Linked DNA regions of Mus musculus: all the other regions are linked to region 2. Evidence: chromatin contacts called from public ChIA-PET and promoter capture Hi-C data. All regions are on one chromosome and are shown on one strand. Each heading gives the region's core, a stretch centred on a gene start, on an enhancer-like site or on the middle of the called end of the contact. The rest is flanking DNA. Distances are from core to core; before and after follow the strand shown.

Evidence for each region. Promoter capture Hi-C pulls out the DNA fragments that hold promoters and counts their contacts. ChIA-PET counts read pairs in DNA pulled down with a chosen protein or histone mark.
Region 1: a contact with region 2 is called in an RNA polymerase II ChIA-PET map of memory CD8 T cells, with 7 read pairs. The contact joins the promoter of Ppox here to the promoter of Ly9 in region 2. A contact is called at or near these places in 1 of 115 datasets of contacts at active chromatin or transcription factors (memory CD8 T cells) and 2 of 9 other capture datasets (adipose tissue and liver).
Region 3: an RNA polymerase II ChIA-PET map of memory CD8 T cells shows a contact between it and region 2, with 23 read pairs. The contact joins the enhancer-like site here to the promoter of Ly9 in region 2. A contact is called at or near these places in 3 of 39 promoter capture datasets (the C10 cell line, cranial neural crest and hippocampal neurons), 5 of 484 Hi-C or Micro-C datasets (the C10 cell line, the HPC-7 cell line, LSK cells and 1 more) and 2 of 115 datasets of contacts at active chromatin or transcription factors (bone marrow-derived macrophages and memory CD8 T cells).
Region 4: a contact with region 2 is called in an RNA polymerase II ChIA-PET map of memory CD8 T cells, with 24 read pairs. The contact joins the promoter of Copa here to the promoter of Ly9 in region 2. A contact is called at or near these places in 2 of 39 promoter capture datasets (cranial neural crest and pre-B cells), 2 of 115 datasets of contacts at active chromatin or transcription factors (effector CD8 T cells and memory CD8 T cells) and 1 of 9 other capture datasets (adipose tissue).
Region 5: a contact with region 2 is called in a promoter capture Hi-C map of pre-B cells, with 2.2 times the contacts expected there. The contact joins the promoter of Cfap126 here to the promoter of Ly9 in region 2. A contact is called at or near these places in 1 of 39 promoter capture datasets (pre-B cells), 1 of 484 Hi-C or Micro-C datasets (LSK cells) and 1 of 115 datasets of contacts at active chromatin or transcription factors (memory CD8 T cells).
Region 6: a contact with region 2 is called in an RNA polymerase II ChIA-PET map of memory CD8 T cells, with 53 read pairs. The contact joins the promoter of Slamf6 here to the promoter of Ly9 in region 2. A contact is called at or near these places in 1 of 39 promoter capture datasets (the C10 cell line), 1 of 115 datasets of contacts at active chromatin or transcription factors (memory CD8 T cells) and 3 of 9 other capture datasets (adipose tissue, embryonic stem cells and liver).

What each region holds. Positions count from the first base shown.
Region 1 is chr1:171,279,936-171,282,635 of GRCm38.p6, reverse strand. It overlaps Ppox (protoporphyrinogen oxidase), which reads left to right and starts at 1,450. Exons shown (of 13, transcript NM_008911.2): 1 at 1,450-1,763; 2 at 1,868-1,962; 3 at 2,114-2,248; 4 at 2,381-2,496; 5 at 2,635-2,700. The coding sequence starts at 1,876. Usp21 (ubiquitin specific peptidase 21) reads left to right here. Exons shown (of 13, transcript NM_013919.4): 12 at 25-139; 13 at 334-687. The coding sequence ends at 424.
Region 2 is chr1:171,606,160-171,608,859 of GRCm38.p6, reverse strand. It overlaps Ly9 (lymphocyte antigen 9), which reads left to right and starts at 1,450. Exons shown (of 10, transcript NM_008534.3): 1 at 1,450-1,660. The coding sequence starts at 1,537.
Region 3 is chr1:171,982,440-171,985,139 of GRCm38.p6, reverse strand. No RefSeq gene overlaps it. Among named protein-coding and RNA genes, the nearest start is that of Vangl2, 44 kb to the left of the region's middle. Within about 2 kb of position 1,324, at least 21 of the 459 cell types and tissues checked have an H3K27ac peak or open chromatin away from gene starts, as enhancers often do. A contact at or near this core is called in memory CD8 T cells, where this site is marked.
Region 4 is chr1:172,080,973-172,083,851 of GRCm38.p6, reverse strand. It overlaps Copa (coatomer protein complex subunit alpha), which reads right to left and starts at 1,323. Exons shown (of 33, transcript NM_009938.4): 1 at 903-1,323. The coding sequence starts at 942. Ncstn (nicastrin) reads left to right here and starts at 1,103. Exons shown (of 17, transcript NM_021607.3): 1 at 1,103-1,251; 2 at 2,536-2,640. The coding sequence starts at 1,170.
Region 5 is chr1:171,121,736-171,124,435 of GRCm38.p6, reverse strand. Cfap126 (cilia and flagella associated protein 126) reads right to left here and starts at 1,391. Exons shown (of 5, transcript NM_001379426.1): 1 at 1,243-1,391. The coding sequence starts at 1,269.
Region 6 is chr1:171,916,206-171,918,914 of GRCm38.p6, reverse strand. It overlaps Slamf6 (SLAM family member 6), which reads right to left and starts at 1,453. Exons shown (of 9, transcript NM_001347186.1): 1 at 1,123-1,453. The coding sequence starts at 1,207. The region is part of intron 1 of Gm37065 (predicted gene, 37065); the gene reads left to right.

The sequences.
Region 1 (2,700 bases), core at 201-2,700, 330 kb after region 2:
AAACTGATGTTATTTAACCCGCAGGAAGCCCTGTCTACCAGCTGTATGCCCTTTGCAACCACTCGGGTAGTGTCCACTATGGCCACTACACAGCCCTGTGCCGGTGCCAGACTGGTTGGCATGTCTACAATGACTCCCGGTGAGAATAGCCTCTTGTTCAACTCCTGCCCCCTCCCACCGCCCCCCCCCCAGCTCCGAAAAGATAAGTTCCTGACAAAGGATAGGTGGAGAGTCTCTCCTGATCTCCACCTGGCTACTCTGAGTCTTGTGGGATGGAGGGGGAATCTACAAGAATGACCACTGACCACAGCCGTGTCCCGTTTCTCTTCTCAGCGTTTCCCCTGTCAGTGAAAATCAGGTGGCATCCAGTGAGGGCTACGTGCTGTTCTACCAATTGATGCAGGAACCACTTCGGTGCCTGTGACACCATCTTGAAGCCCTGGCACCTGTGAAAACCTTCCCAACACCCTTAAGCCCCCAGTTACCTCACAGACGTCTATTTTTGTGTCTTTTTAATCGGGGAGGGGAGGAGGGTTGGTTGTAGCTCCCGTTATTTTTTTTATTAAGAAGTACCCTTCCGCCTTGTTTTCCTGTCCCATGTACAGAAACCACCAGACCCTTGACCATGTACAGCCCCCAGAACCTCTGCAATCTCACTTTTTTGTGAATAAATTTATTAAGAAAAAAGTGATGTTCATGTTTGTATTTGTGGATAAGAGGGAATGGATATCTAGAATTTTGGTTCAATTGGAGCCTTTCTGGGCCCCAATTCTGTCTCTGGACAGGTGGGGGCGCTCTCACAACAGAAGGAAAAGAACAGGGATTGAGCTGGCCCCAGCCTTGGACCCAAACACTGAGTTTAGTGGAACTAGGCAGACAAACCCTGAGACCTGTGAAGTTGCGGGAAAGCCTGAAACTAGAGTGCAGGCATTGGCACGCCGGTTTTTCCTGAGAGGGGTACTGCCCCTCGAGGGCAAGGCATCCAAGAACCCCTGTTGACAAACACTGGTACCGTTGCCGGGCGGCCCTTGCTCCCGTAGGCCCTGTCTGTTGCTAACATCAAGGAGCTGTTTATGGAGCCTTCTCCCCACGGACTGGCCTCCAAGTGTCTCTCTCTTTCTCCCTAACTAAAGCTCGTGGGGCTCTCCCACCTCCAGGGTTTTCACCACAGACCTGGGAAGCTTGAGCTGGGGAATGCTCAAGGATTTCGCTGTCCTGTCCCTGGGGAAGGCAGTGCCGGTTACTGCAACTAACTCCGATTAGGACACGAACAGGTTAACCCGCTCCACGGAACTGACTCCGAAAGCGGCTGTTGCTCCTCTGGTAGCGTCACTGCCAATATGGTGTTTTCATTGGTGAATGTATCCAGAGCTCACCAATCCAGAACCCGCACTCCAAGACCCTCCAATCAAGAAGCAAGAAAGTGAAACGCAGTCACGCAGGCCGCCAGAAAGGAATCGACGGAGAGTCGGAGGGACCCTAAAAGTTAGGGGCGGGGATACCAGACTTGAACCTGCTCACCCCTGAGGCTGGAAAAACCGAGTGCTGTAGAATTCTGGCCTCCGAAGGGTTTGTGCTGGGGAGATAGCGTGGGCGTGGCCCTTATCTGCACACGGACAGGATGGACTGCTCCTAGGGCCTCTATCAGTCACTCACTTTCTCGGGTTCCCCCTATCTCGTGGGTAAGTTCTGGCTTCAGAACGAAGACCTTACTCTTCCACCAGCACGTACACGCGCGCCCTGCATTAGTTGCTCATAAATCAGTAAGTGTCCAGAAGTGGGGTATGGGACCAGTGGGGGTTTCTGCAGTTGTAAAACAGAGTGCTCCCCTGCCCCGTTCTCCTGGGGTATCTCGACCTTTTCCCAGGCCTTACGATGGGCCGGACTGTGATAGTACTTGGCGGAGGTATCAGTGGATTGGCCGCAAGTTATCATCTGATCCGAGGCCCCAGTCCTCCTAAGGTGAGTCCCCACTAGTACCAGAGAAAGACTCATTTAATACTCTTGATATTTCTAGCAAAAGCTGCATAGATTTTTGTTCCGTGAAATATGCACTTCCCCCGACCCCCAGTCCCTTTGCCCTGTGGCGACAGTGCTTCACTTTTGGCGCCAGGTGATCTTAGTGGAGGGCAGCAAGCGTTTGGGAGGATGGATCCGCTCAATCCGAGGATCAGATGGTGCGATCTTTGAACTTGGACCTCGAGGGATTAGGCCGGCTGGAGCCCTGGGAGCCCGGACCCTGCTCCTGGTGAGCGTCTTGTGGAATGTGTAGGACAGGTAGTGGAGGAGAGTTCTCCAAAGGGACGGAGTTGCAGAGAGGAAAAACGTTGGGTCAGTTTTTCCTTAGTTTCTCCTCTTCCTGAGGGCTTGTGGAGAACAGGTTTCTGAACTTGGCTTGGAGTCTGAAGTCTTGCCTGTCCGAGGGGATCACCCAGCTGCCCAGAACAGGTTCCTGTATGTAGGCGGTACCCTGCACCCTCTACCCTCCGGCCTCAGGTAACACCTCACTATTACACACACCCCCCTTTCGCTCCCTGTCAGGCCTTCCAGCCACAGGGGGTCTAATGGCTGAAAAGAACCCTCTGAAAGGTGAATCTGGGAGTTTTCTTTTCAACCATGCCTTCCTCCATGCAGGGGGCTACTCCGTCCTTCACCCCCCTTCTCAAAACCTCTGTTTTGGGCTGGGCTGAGGGAGTTGCT
Region 2 (2,700 bases), core at 201-2,700:
GCTGGTGTGGAATAATGGTGGAGGGAAGTTAAAGCTGGATCAAGCCAGATGTACCCAGTAAGCTGATTTCTCCATTGGACATTGATCAATTGATTGATTTACGAAATCTCTGTTGTTTGATTGGAAAACTCAAGAAAGGGTGACTTCACTGGGTATAAGTCATCTCACCCATCTCATACAGGCTAAGAGTCAAAAATCTCAACACAGCTCATGAAGCCACTTGTAAGATGGCCTGCAAAGGATTTATGTTCCCCTTTCTGAGAAAATACCACAACCAAGATTCTTAAGACAATTAATGAATCATGCTTACAGTCAAAATACAATGTTGACCTCTGTGCCACCCACACACAGAGGGAATTCCCTTGAGTCTTGTGGTCTATGTTCTTATCTTGTCAATATTCCTTTCTTATCTGGAAACCGACACAATGAAAGTTACACACCACCTCATAATCTCATCTACAAAAGGAAAATGTTTTATATAAAATATGCATACCAGAATATTTTTACTTACTCTTTAACCCCATGTATAGCCTGTATGGTTCAAACAATGTAACTCCAAAATCCACAAAATCAGATATGTATAGTTACTGCCAAGGTACTGAGGTACACATCACCCTGGATTCCATCTCTCTTAGAGTGCACATTCTTTTCTCATTTAAACTAACTTTGCTTCTGACTGACTTGTCCTGAAATTCTTTTCTGCATCATAAATCAAAATCCCTGTGCATAGGGCAGAGATATTCAGCCACATTTCTTGAGGCACTATTAACAATAACCAACTTAGGGACTCAGCCTAGATGTTCATCAATAGAGGAAAAATGACGTATACGAACAAAACAGCATTTTTCTTCAATTATAAAGAAAATGAGACATTCAAGAAAATCAACAGAACTAGAGATCATTATATTGAGGGAAATATTCCAGGTTCAGAAAGATATTCATAATTTCTTTCCTATGTAGAACCTACATTATATATATATATATATCATATACATACACACACACACACACACACACACACACATGACATGAATTAGAGGAAGGAGAGAAGAAAATGGGGGAATTGGAAATGGGAAAGAAAGAGATGGAAGCCACAGCCTTTCTCTTGTCCTGTATTCAGAAGTGACATATCACTAGCTCTGTCACATCTATTCACTATAAGAAGCCACTAATCTCAGCCTGAATCCAAGAAGAGGACAGTAATGTCCAGAAGTGAGGATACTTAGTAGACATCTTTAGATTCATGGTTAGAGCTCATCTTTGATACTGAAACAAGTGAAGCCCAGCACTGGTTTACAATTTCCTTGCAGGATCTGGATGTGCTTGGGACCTCTCCCTCAGTCTGAGCAGATGCAGGAGTCTGTCGTGCTCAATATAAACAGCTCTTCCTGGGACACACATGCACACATGCACACACTCACACACACACACGCCACAAACCGTGCACCACAAACCACGCATGCGCGTGCACTCACATACTTCAGGAAGTTGTGGTAAGTGCATCTCCTTTAATTTGAAATCTGGAAGTACACCATCATGGCGGATCTAAAGAGATATTGGTGTGACTGGGCTCTAGGTCCACTCTCTGAAAATCCAAGAATGAGTCAGCAGCAGATATTTTCTCCCATTCTTTGGATTCCTCTCCTCTTCCTACTCATGGGTAAGTTCTGCTTGCTACACGCGGTCTCTGAGGTTGGGCTTCTGCCCGGAAGATAGATTCTTGTGGTAAAATCAGGAAATTACCTTCCTTAGGTAAGTACTCTGCAACTATACTTTATTTTGAGAACTGTACATATGTAAGAGTATGTATGCAGTGTGTGTGTGTGTGTGTGTGTGTGTGTGTGTGAGAGAGAGAGAGAGAGAGAGAGAGAGAGAGAGAGAGAGAGAGAGAGAGAGAGAGAGAGAGAGAGAGAACAAACACATTGAATCACCATGAGGAGGTAATATTCTAGCCCAGTCTCAAACCATGTTTCCTTCATACTCACTGTCTCCGGTTTGTTTTCTGTGTAATGTATACAAATTCACAGAGCAATCAGAGCAAACCCTTCTGATGACAAGCCACCTTGCAGCCTCCGGGGGCACAAACACTGTTAGATTTTCTTTCTACTTCCTGTCTTAATTCTTGTATCCCCTGGACCATAGAAGCTTCATATGCCCAGGTGACCCTAGACAACGTGACTCCTCCTCCTCCTCCTCCTCCTCCTCCTCCTCCTCCTCCTCCTCCTCCTCCTCCTCCTCCTTCTCCTCCTCCTTCTCCTCCTTCTCCTTCTCCTTCTTCTCTTCCTTTCCCTTTAGGCTACAGCTACACTTCTTTTTTTTTTAAGATTTATTTATTTATTTTATGATATGACTACACCACCATTGCTCTCTTCAGACACACCAGAAGAGGGCATCAAAACCCGTTACAGATGGTTGTGAGCCACCATGTGGTTGCTGGGAATTGAACTCAGGACCTCTGGAACAGCAGTGCTCTTAACCACCGAGCCATCTCTCCAGCCCTACAGCTACACTTCTTTGTCTTCTTTTTATCTTATAATTTTTGCACCCAGAATTCTTGAAGTAGCCAGGATTCAGATCTTGTCTGATTTGATCTAAATTCCTAGAGTACTCTACAAAGCCTCAGGAGCCCTGGAATCGGGGGATCTAGACTGGGGTCATGCAACAGATACCGCAGAGTCTTCATAGGAAAATGAGTTGTGT
Region 3 (2,700 bases), core at 75-2,574, 380 kb before region 2:
GGAGGAGTTCAGGATCAGGTGTGGGGAGGGGCAAGAGGGATGGTCAGATTGCTATGAGAATGAATAGACATCTACAACTAATGGGGCGGGGAGGTAGGGGCATCTCCAGGAAGAGACAGAGAACTGGAATAAGGGAGGCGTCCAAGAATCAACAGAGTGACCTTAGCTGTGACTCACTACATTGGGGATATGGAACCTGAAGGGGCCACCTTCTGTAGCCAGGCAGGGACCCCAGTAGAGCAATAGAGACACCAATCTACCCACAAGACTTTTGATGCAAAATTTATCCTGTCTACAAGAAATGCAGGGACAGGGGATAGAGCAGAGATTGAGGGAACAGCCAACCAATAACCCATTCAACTAGAGACCCATCCCATGGGCAAGCACCAGTCCCTGACACTATTCATGAGACTGTTATGCTTGCAGCCAGGAGTCTAGCATGACTGTCCCCTGAGATGCTCCACCTAGCAGCTGACTCAGACAGATGTGGACACCCACAGCCAAACAGTGGATGGAGCTTGGGAACACTTATGGAAGAATTGGAGGAATGATTGTGACCCCAAAGGTGATAGGCACTCCATAGGAAGACCAGCTAACCTGGACCCTTGAGGCTCCCAGGGACTGAACCACCAATGAATGTATGAGCATACATGGGCTGGACCTAGGCCTCCCTGCACATATGTGCAGCTTGGTCTTCATGTGGGTCCTGAACAGCTGGAATAAGAGGCTATCTCAAAAGCTGTTGCCTGTATGTGCGATATGTTCTTCTAGCTGGGCTGCCTTGTCTGGCCTCAGTGGGAGCTGATTCCCCTTGCCTGGCAGAGACTTGATGTGCCAGGGTGGGGGAATACTCAGAGGGACCCCCACCCATTTGGAGGATAAGGGGAGGGGAGATGGGAGAAAGAGGAGGGGGGATGGGAGAAGGATTATGGGAGGGAGTGGCTGGGAGGGGGGCAGTGAGAAGGATGTAAAATGAATAAGTAAGAAAAAAAATAAAGCAAAACAAAAACAAAGAACATCTGGCTGATCTGGAGCTAACAGAGCTCTACCTGGCTCTGCCTCCCCCAGTACTAGAACTAAAGACATGAACCACTATGACCAGAAACATGCCTCTTTTATTATTATTATTTTTTTAAAGCTAGCATACAAGGTAATGGGTTTAATGTGACATCTTCAAACATACTTTATATTTTGTTCCTTTTGTTTTAAGCATGAGCTTGTTTAGACTAGGGCTTGTAAATTTTCTTATTCTTCTGGATATAGACTGAACTTCCAGCCTGTCATGCCTCTTGCTTACATAGTGGGGTGAAGTAGTTTGTGGGTGCCGTGGGGACTGCTGTCACAGCCCTTCCTGTTTATGGCAGGAACCTCCTACTCCCTACATGTTAAGAAAATAGTTTGAAAACTGTTGAGTTGGTTTTTTGTTGTTGTTGTTTGCTTCTTTGGTTGCTTCAGAGTAGAACCACCAAGTTGTTTGCTGGCTCTGGTGAGGCAGAATCATCTGAAGCAGAAAGCAGCCTGCAGTGTCAGGAAAGGGACCTTGCAGATGCCTAGCTGCTGCTCCCAGCCCTGGGAGTCTTGTCTGACCACAGCCTTTATCTGTGAATGTATGGGGTTGCACTGGCTGATTTTAACGAGACATCTTTTCTCTCTTCTCTTCGTTTTCCTTCTTTCCTTTTTTCTTTTCTTTCCCTCCAACCCTTTCCCATCTTACTCTCTTTCTTTCCCACTCATCTCCCTTCTCTTCCTCTCCCATCCCCTTTTGGGCAGGATTCTGGGCCATGTCCAAAACTGGTTGTGTACTCCCCATCTTCCCAGCTGACTAAAGAGCTAGGATTACAGGCATGCACCACTATGCTCACCTTTCAGTCGGCTTTTTAGAAAAGAAATGATGTGTGCATGCCACAACCATTGTGTGGAGAACAGATGACAACCCTGGATGCCAGTCTCTCCTTCCTCCTTGTCTGGGACAGGAGCTCTTTGTTGTTGGCTGCTGTGTAAACCTGGCTTGCTAGCTCATACACTTTTTGGCGATCTCTTGCCTCCTCCCTCCGTCTTGCTGCAGAAGTACTGGGGCTTCATGTTCTCTTATATTTGATATTATCTCTATACCGAGGGCAGTGCTTTTGTTATTTGAGAGGTATTTGGTGGTATCTCAGTAGTTTTGATTTGCATTTCTAGATTGTTAGAGAAGTTGAGAAATTTCCACGTCTTGATAGATTGTCTGGATTTCCCCTTTGTGCTTTGGGAAATGCCTGTTCACCTCTGTTTCATTCTCAATTCATTATATGTTTCTGGATGTTAGTCCTTCATTGGTCATTTATGCTGTCAACATTGCCTCCCAGTTTGTAGCTTGGCTTTCCACTTTCTTTTTGTTTTTGTTAGGTGAACAGGTTTGGAAAAATTGAATGAATGAATGAATGAATAGCGTTTCTTCTTAAAATACCTTGCAAAGAAATCTCTTCTTAAGCTAAAGTCACGAAGATATTCTGTGGCTCCTTTAAGATCATACAGTGTCTTTCCAGACCCTTCTTCTGTCAGCATTCCTGGAATTCAGGGTTATGTGTGGTGGCAAGAAGCATAGAGAGATCCCATTCTTTTAATGTAATTTATTAAACAAAACAAAGCAGAAATGCAGTCCCTTCCCTGCTACCACTGCAACCTCTGTTACTTACCAGTTTCCTATTGATTTTTCCAGTC
Region 4 (2,879 bases), core at 74-2,573, 480 kb before region 2:
AGTTTCTGAATTACTAAGTCTTGCCAGGCACTATTATAAACACAGTTAATGTACTTTCTCATTTTAATTCTCTTTATAAGAAAGTGTTAACTATCCTTATTTTTAAAGATAAGAATATAGAGATTTAGAGATAGTAAGGAGACACCTTAAGGCGGCTTGTTAGTAGACGTTTCAGAATTCCTAAGCAAGTCTGACTGACTCCAATAAACAAATTCTGAACCACTTCACTATAATGCATATCATGAAATAGTCCAGATATATTTTTTATCAGATTTCCATAGACTTAATTTTTCTAATATCGACATTTTCAAAGAGTGTGATCTCAGGCCTTTGTCTTTCAAGACTTATCACCAAAAATTTAGCTGTTTACCTGGTATTCAAATCTAACACAAAGCATCTGTATTTCACCGGACAATCTTACCCAGGCTCGGGACCTGGTGGGGCAGTAGGCCTCCATTCTCTCACTCCAAATAGGCCAAAAATAAATAAATAAATAAATAGTCCAGCGGAAGCACTGGACATGGAAATGGAGCAGACGGGCTACTGGAGTAGCCAGTGACAGAAGCTGAGACTCAAACCCCAGAAACACTCCATACAACCTGGTTATCAGAAAGCATCCAAGTCATAAGGCCTTAAGAACAGAAAGGGCTGGCACACCCCCCCAGAAGAGGTGGCTGGAAGGAGTAGGGAGCCGGCCTAAGGTTAACGAGCCACGACACGATAAGTTCCAGGACATACGAAGCAGCACGGACTGCAGACTACTCCACTAACCCTAAGCCGCTCCCTCGGTTATTCCTCCGGGTTCTTCCAGGAGGCCCGACGCGGTCAGCGAGTCCTGCCTTAGTGACAGCACCACTACCCCCAACACCCAACCTCCGCTGTTCCCGTTTCTTCTCCACTACCTTTGACCCGCGCGCTCTTCGTCTCGAATTTGGTTAGCATCCTTCAGGCCTCGGGCTCCTAGGTCAGGTTAGCGGGTCCCGCCGCTCCCGGTGGCACTCCCAAGGCTTCCACGTCAGCTACTCCCGGGTCGCGGCTCCCGGAAGCTCCTCGGACAAGGACTTCCGGTCTCTGGAGCGCTGGGCCACAGAGACGATGCTAGCGGAAGCCTAGAGAGGCCGCTACGAGTCTGGAAGGGACCTGAGGCTTCCGCCCAGCGGAGAGGCAAGATGGCTACGACTAGGGGCGGCTCTGGGCCTGACCCAGGAAGTCGGGGTCTTCTTCTTCTGTCTTTTTCCGTGGTACTGGCAGGTGAGGTCACCCCACCCCGGAGCTCTGGTCTTTAAGAGGAGCCGTCCGGAACGGCCCATCGCTAGTGCAGGCAATGCCCTTCTGGTTCCGATTGCCCCTCTGTCCCCCGCCCTGGAAATCCTTCTTGTCTTTCGTTCCCATGACATAAGTTCCTCCTTTGCCTGGACCTGCATTTCCTTAGTTCTCTCCAGCCCTTTTCTGGGTTTCCAGCCTGATTCTCTTCAACCTTTCTCGCATGCCTCGTTCTCTGTTTAAAGCCCAGCCACCCCATCAGCCATCAAAAGGGACAGGTGTGAAAAGCTCAGCCCCCTTCCTCCGGTTTAGTATGTTTGAGATCAAAACAGTCTCGTTTCGTGGTCTTTGTGCGACGTTGAAAAAATGAGAGCCCCCGTTTCCTCCTGTTGGTTCTAGCCTAAATTTGTGTTCCTTGTTTTCTTAGCTTACTAAAGTGAGGCTAACGTTAGCTTAGCTGCTTTAAACTGTTAAGAGGGAAGTAATGATTCAAGGAATCTTAGACGTTTAATGTATATGAATATTTTCTTTTTTTCCAATCTAATGTCTATTTAGTGATCTTTAAATTATGAAGTACAATCAGTAACACACCTGTAATTATTTATAGTGTGTTCAACTAAGAGTTAAGCAAAGATATATATATATATCTTTCTAGGTAAGCCCTGAAATGCAGCCATTTCCTTGTATAGCCATGACTCCGTCTTTCTCAACATTCACATTGCTTTTGATTAGCTTCAAGGGAGGAACTGTAGCTGTCCCATACTCTAGGTGTGTGGGCAAATGGTCTGATATTTCATTAACTGACCAGGTGTGTGGCATAACGTTTCTTCTCCTAGGTCTGTTCAGATTCTTAGGTGGTTTTTGTTGTTAGTGCTTTTCTTTGTTTGGTTTTGGCAATCTATATTCTTAGACCAGAGCTCTTTTGATAACTAATTAGTAATGTACAGGCAAGCTAAAAGAAGCAGACTTGTTTAGCCCTGAAACTTGACGCCGGCACATCTGAAGTCAAAGACTTTTGACAATCACCTTTTAGCTTTATAATTAATCGATCATCATGGAGTCTAATAACTTTCTAAAATACACAGCTAGGTCCTCTTTACAATACTTATGTTCCAATAATGTGGCCAAGAAGTGAAAAGAATGATCATTAATCTTGTGTTAGACAGTATGATCGTGAATGCTTTACTGAAACCATGAATCGAGCTGATGATGATAGAGGCTAATACCAAATTATCTTTCACTTTTTCCTAATACTGTTTATCTTCTGATCAGGATTGTGTGGGGGAAACTCAGTGGAGAGGAAAATCTACATTCCCTTAAATAAAACAGCTCCTTGTGTCCGCCTGCTCAACGCCACTCATCAGATTGGCTGCCAGTGTAAGTTGGAATTGGAATTTGTATTTGTGGTCATTAATAATTCAGTTTGTATCCTGGATACTCAGAAATACTCATATCCTGCTTAGGAGTCTTGGCATTCAAATTACAGTGTATGTATAGAAGGTGATTATCATCTGTCAAACCAGGCAAGATAATTAATAAGAGCTGAAACTTAGTAAATGCTCTTTTAAAGTGTGCATTTTATTTTTGCCTCTGCAACAATCCTTGTTATTAACACT
Region 5 (2,700 bases), core at 142-2,641, 480 kb after region 2:
GTTTATTATATTCTACTGAGCATTACAAAATTTAATTTTTAATTTTCACATAGCTGCTAAAACCTTTTAAATTATGTTTGTGACACACTGCTGGAGACTGCTAGATTAGACCAAGGGATGGTAACCAAATCCACATTGCTACCTGCTTTTAGAAGGCCAAGGGGCAGAAAACGCCACTTTCTTTCTTTCTTTCTTTCTTTCTTTCCTCTCTCTCTCTCTCTCTCTCTCTCTCTCTCTCTCTCTCTCTCTCTCTCTCTCTCTCTCTCTCTCTCTCTCTTTTTCTTTCTTTCTTTGAGGCTGGGTTCCACCCTTCTGTCCCTGCCTCCCTGGCAAGAACGTTTTTTATTTGTAAAAATAGACCATTTGTAAAAATATTTGTAGACATAAAACAACCATTTGTGTTGCTTTGACAGAAGGTAGTTGGCCAAGGTGGCACACACCTGTAAGCCTCACGCTTAGCAGAGGAAGGTAGGAGGGTTGTGACTTTGTGGTCCAGTCTGGGATAGGTAGGTAGTAGCAAAACCTTACCTGTCTACCTACTCACACACATACACATAAACGAAGAAAAAGAACAACACTAAACTGGGAATACTAAAGAAGGAAAATATTTTCTCCAAAGGAACTCCAAAAATGTGTAGGCAATATTTTGTTTCTTTTCTTACTACAAGACTCTGGCTGGCCTGGAACTCTCTATGTAGACCAGGCTGGCCTCGAACCATCAGTGACTATTTTGTGTCCTTGTTTTCATTCTCTCTCTCTCTCTCTCTCTCTCTCTCTCTCTCTCTCTCTCTCTCTCTCTCTCTCTCTTTCTCTCTCTCTCTGTGTGTGTGTGGAGGGGGAGGGGTTCTCTTGAAGCTCAGGTTAGCCTTGGACTCAGTATGTAGCCCCAGAATGCCTTGAACACCCATCCTCCTGCCTCGGGGACCACTGGGGAGCATCTCTACCCCTATATTTTGAATTTTTCTGAAACAAATTAGTGCTAACTTTCATATAAATAGATATGACTTTGTCACTTGACTTACAAAGCCTAAACTGCTTACTCTGGCCTGTACAAATAAAATCACTGCTTCCTGGCTTACGGTCTACAGATTTAACCCAGATCCTCTTTGCTTGTTCCTGGGCCCTCCCACCCATGAGATGAAGCACCGCCTCAACCCAGTCAGAGTCTGATGGGAGCGGGCAGTCAAGGGCAGCATCTGGAACATAAACTCAAATGTAAAAGGGTGACGAGCAAGCGCTTACCTGGTTGGCACTGTAGTTAGTGGCCATGATCCAGTGCTGTTTACACTTGTTGCCTGGCAACTGCAGAAGGCCAGCCTTCTGGGAGTTACTCCCGGTCAGCAGGGGTTGGGCTACATTCTGTGGTTTACACTACCCTCTTCCTTTCTCTCTGAAACGTAGGTTCATTTTCATTTTAGAGTATAGAGGCCCAAACAAACATGAGAAAATGAACTGAGAAGTAGCCATGGATACCTTGAACACCCCGTCCTCCTGCCTCTGCTTCCAAAATCCCAGGACCACTGAGCAGGACCGCTGCATTTGCCTCAGTTACTATACTTTGCATGTGTCCAAAACAAATCAGGGATAACTGTCATGTAAATAGCTGTTTCCCCAACATAGTTAAGTCTGCTTCAGAATTTCCAGGTTGTCTTTGAATGACATCTTCAACTATTTAAACAAACTTTGAGACCCCCCAACCCCCGTGAGCTGAGTGTGTGAGACACTGTGGTATAATGAACTAAGCCTAACCCCTCATCCATCACACACTGTAGTGATGGCCTGCTTTGTACACTGAAGAATAAGGTGAATGAAATGTTCACAGTGGGAATTGGGCGCTGCCAAGATGCTGCTCACAGGATAACAAAGGCACACTGCTTAGGAAGCAACCAACTGGTTTGTTCCCAAAAGGAAATATATGTCTTATCCTTGGTCCTTAAGTGACTCCTGTCTCCTCCATCCCCCTACAGTCACAGGACCCAAGATATAGCTTCATAGTGTTGGTTAGGATATGGCAAATCAGAACGTAGGGTGGGAAACTGAGTAGGTACCAGGGCCTGAGCCTATTAGCTATAAAACCAAGGAACCCTGAGAGACTCATTGAAATTTCTGTTAAGTCCATCTACTCATCTATTGGGGTGTTAGAACTAAAGAGGGCTTGTCAGTTACAAAGTCTTAAGTTTTAAAAAAAGGAAAAAACCCAAGTTGTCCAAAGATACTTAAGAGCCAGATATGGCTGTGCACGCCTGTAATCCCAGTATCCAGGAAGTGGAGGCAGGAGGATCTCAAGTTCAAGACCAGCCTTGGCTATGTAGTAGGATCCTGTCTCCAAAAAACAGGGAAGGGACTCATGAGGCCCCCCCTCCTTCCTGGAGCTATGGAGGCGTTAACTGTTGCTGGGGGAGGGGCTCACAAGGCCCCGCCCTTTATGTTAATAGTTCTGGAGAGGGCAGGATCTTCTTTTCAGTGTTGTAACCAGCCACACTGGTAGGTGGTCCATGCTCCTGGGAATAACCTCCCACGTGTGCAAGCATCTCTGAGCTCAGACACACACACACACACACACACACACACACACACACACACTCAAACACGAAAGCATGGTGACGCCTCTAACCTCAGAACTTGGAGGAGTCAGACCTCTAAATGTGAGCCAACCAGGTTTACATAGTAAGTTCCAGGCCAGTCAGGGATGCATAGAAA
Region 6 (2,709 bases), core at 204-2,703, 310 kb before region 2:
ACGTTAATGTTCTCCCTCCTCTCTCTTTGCTTTATTTTTTCAAGATTATTTGTCCTAAGCCAGTGCACATTTTACCTGTTTATAGTTTATCTTCCCTGCCAAGACGTTAATTCCGCAGAACAGAAATTGTGTTGACTTAGTTCCTGAAACGCCCACAGTGCCGTGCATTCAGTGGTCATTTAGTGAATGGTTTATCAAATGACTTAATGAACCTTGCTTTCTTTTTCTTTCTGTTGTCAATTTGTCTAGATAGCTCTATATCTGCAGTATGTCTTGGTTTGTGTGTGTGCATGCACACAGGTGTTTGTTACTGAAAGTTTTAGTCAAGTGATTTGTTTTTATTTTTATTGGTTTTTTTCAGCTACCTGATGACTAATAGAATTTTCAAAAGTTATTTAAATTGCCATAGTCTAAGTTACTTGTAGCTATTAATAGAATAAATTCACAAACACGTTATGGACATCTAAATGTAATGCATGTTTAATAATTAGCTCATTTTCTGGAATAAAATAAATGCTAGGCTACCTATTGGTTCTTTTTTTTTTTCTTCAATGAATTCTCTCGGGGCTAGGTCTGTGTTAGTAGCCATTGCTTGATCTCCTGTTTTAGAACACTACGCTTCAGTCCAGATAGGCACCCTCTGAGTTCTTAAAGACAGTGAGAGCTTTCCAGATAGCAGGGAGAAGAAGCAGGCTCAGTCAATCCCTTCCTAATTGCAGTGTGAAAGCGTTGGTGGGTTTTCAGTATCTGAGCGAAGAGTGAAGCTCGGGAAAGATAATGAAGCCCCCTGAAGTCGCACAGTATCACAGTAGTTAAATTGTAGATCTTTTTCCCGCTTAAACTTATTTTTGTACCACAATACGCTGGTCACGAACAGTCCTGACTTACAAAGACTCATTTTCCATATCTCAGAAAACACTTCCCTTCCCCTTGGCCCCCAGCCGAAGTGTTTGCTCTGAATCAGTCCCGTGGCAGTCTGCGGGAAGCAGTTCGCTAGGACCACGGTGAGCTTTCTAAGTCTCTGAATAGAGAACTGGGCAGTCAACCTGACCAAGAGGAGCAAGGCATTCCAAAGAAGGAACTCACTCAGTGACTCAATCAGTTTCCACAGACGTTTTTTACCTGAGCCGAGGCAGAAGACAAGTGGAAAGAGCCAGACCATCCTCTGACAGGCGGAGTCGGGTGCTGGAGCCCTTGAGACAGCCATTCTTTCATAAGCTTGTCGCTGAGACTTTCTGTTCCCCTATTGATGAGAGCTCTTCCTCTATGTTAGCAAACCTTTGGTTGTCGTGATTAACTTCACACTTGGCTTACAAGAATATCTTTTGTAAGCTAAGACTCTTAGCAGTAGGGAACGTGGAACTTGAACGGGCCATCTTCTGTAACCAGGCAAGACTTCTGGTGGAGGGACTGGGACACCAACCCAGCCACAAAAACCTTCTACTTATGATTTGTCTTGCCAGCAAGATGTGCTGGGGTAAAGGTGACACAGAAATTGTGGGAGTGGCCAATCAGTGACTGGTCCATCTTAAGACCTATGCCAGGACGGGGAGCCCACTCCTGATACTGTGTGGAGAGCCATGAAGCAGAGGCTGGATAGCCCAGAGACACAACAAACAAACAAACAAACAAACAAACAAACAAACCAACCATAGCAAAACAAATCTGCTATACTTGAGGCAGGAGCCTAGCCCAGTTGTCATCAGAGAGGCTTCACCCAGCAACTGATGGAAACAGATGCAGAGATCCAGAGTCAAACATCCTGTGGAGCTTGGGGAATCTTGCAGAAGAGGTGGAGGAAGGATTGTTGGAGACAAAGGGGTCAAGGACACCTCAAGAAAACCTACAGAATCAATTAGCCTGGGTTCATGGGGCGCTCACAGAGACTGAAGTGGCAACTAGGGACCCTGCATGGTTCTAACCTAGGTGCTATATATATATATATATATATATATATATATTATATATATAATGATTATGTAGCTTGGTCTTCTAGTAGGACTTCCAACAGTGGGATAGGGGGCTGTCTCTGACTCTTGCCTGATTTTGGGACTCTTCCTCCTATTGGGTTGCCTAGTCCTTATGAGGGGAGGTACCTAGTTTTATTGCAACTGGATATGCCTTGTTTGGTTGATATCCCTGAGAGACTTGCTCTTTTCTGGAGCGAAAAGGAAGAGAACTGGATGGAGGGGGCTGAGGGAGGTGTTGGGGGAAGTAAGGGGGGAGGGGAAAGACTGGGAGGGAGGAGAGAGGGAAACTGCTGTCAGGGATGTAATATATATGAGAGAAGAATACCTTGAAAAAGAAAGGAAATACCTTGAATGATTTTAACTTAGAAATTTTTAGAGAGACTTAAATCGTGTCCTCTCTACGCACTTGAGAAAATGTTCACCTTGTCTGTGCCATCTTCTGTAATGCTTGTCAGATCTTACTCGTTTATAATGTGGCTCAGTTGTTATTTTTTTTTGCCCCAATCCCTGTGGTTCTGACCTCGGAAGATTCGGATGCTGGAGGCTTGGTCTCCAGTATGTTGATGCAGATGTGGTGGCAACTTTGAGAAGGTCCAAGTAGAAAAGTATTAGGTCATTGATGGTGCTCTGAGAGTGGGCTGTCAGGTATGCAAATGCCTTTGAACCACCCCCACGCCTACAGATAACCCCTCATCCGTGCACCTGTCAGTAACCTCAAAGAACTAATCCGGACTTGTGA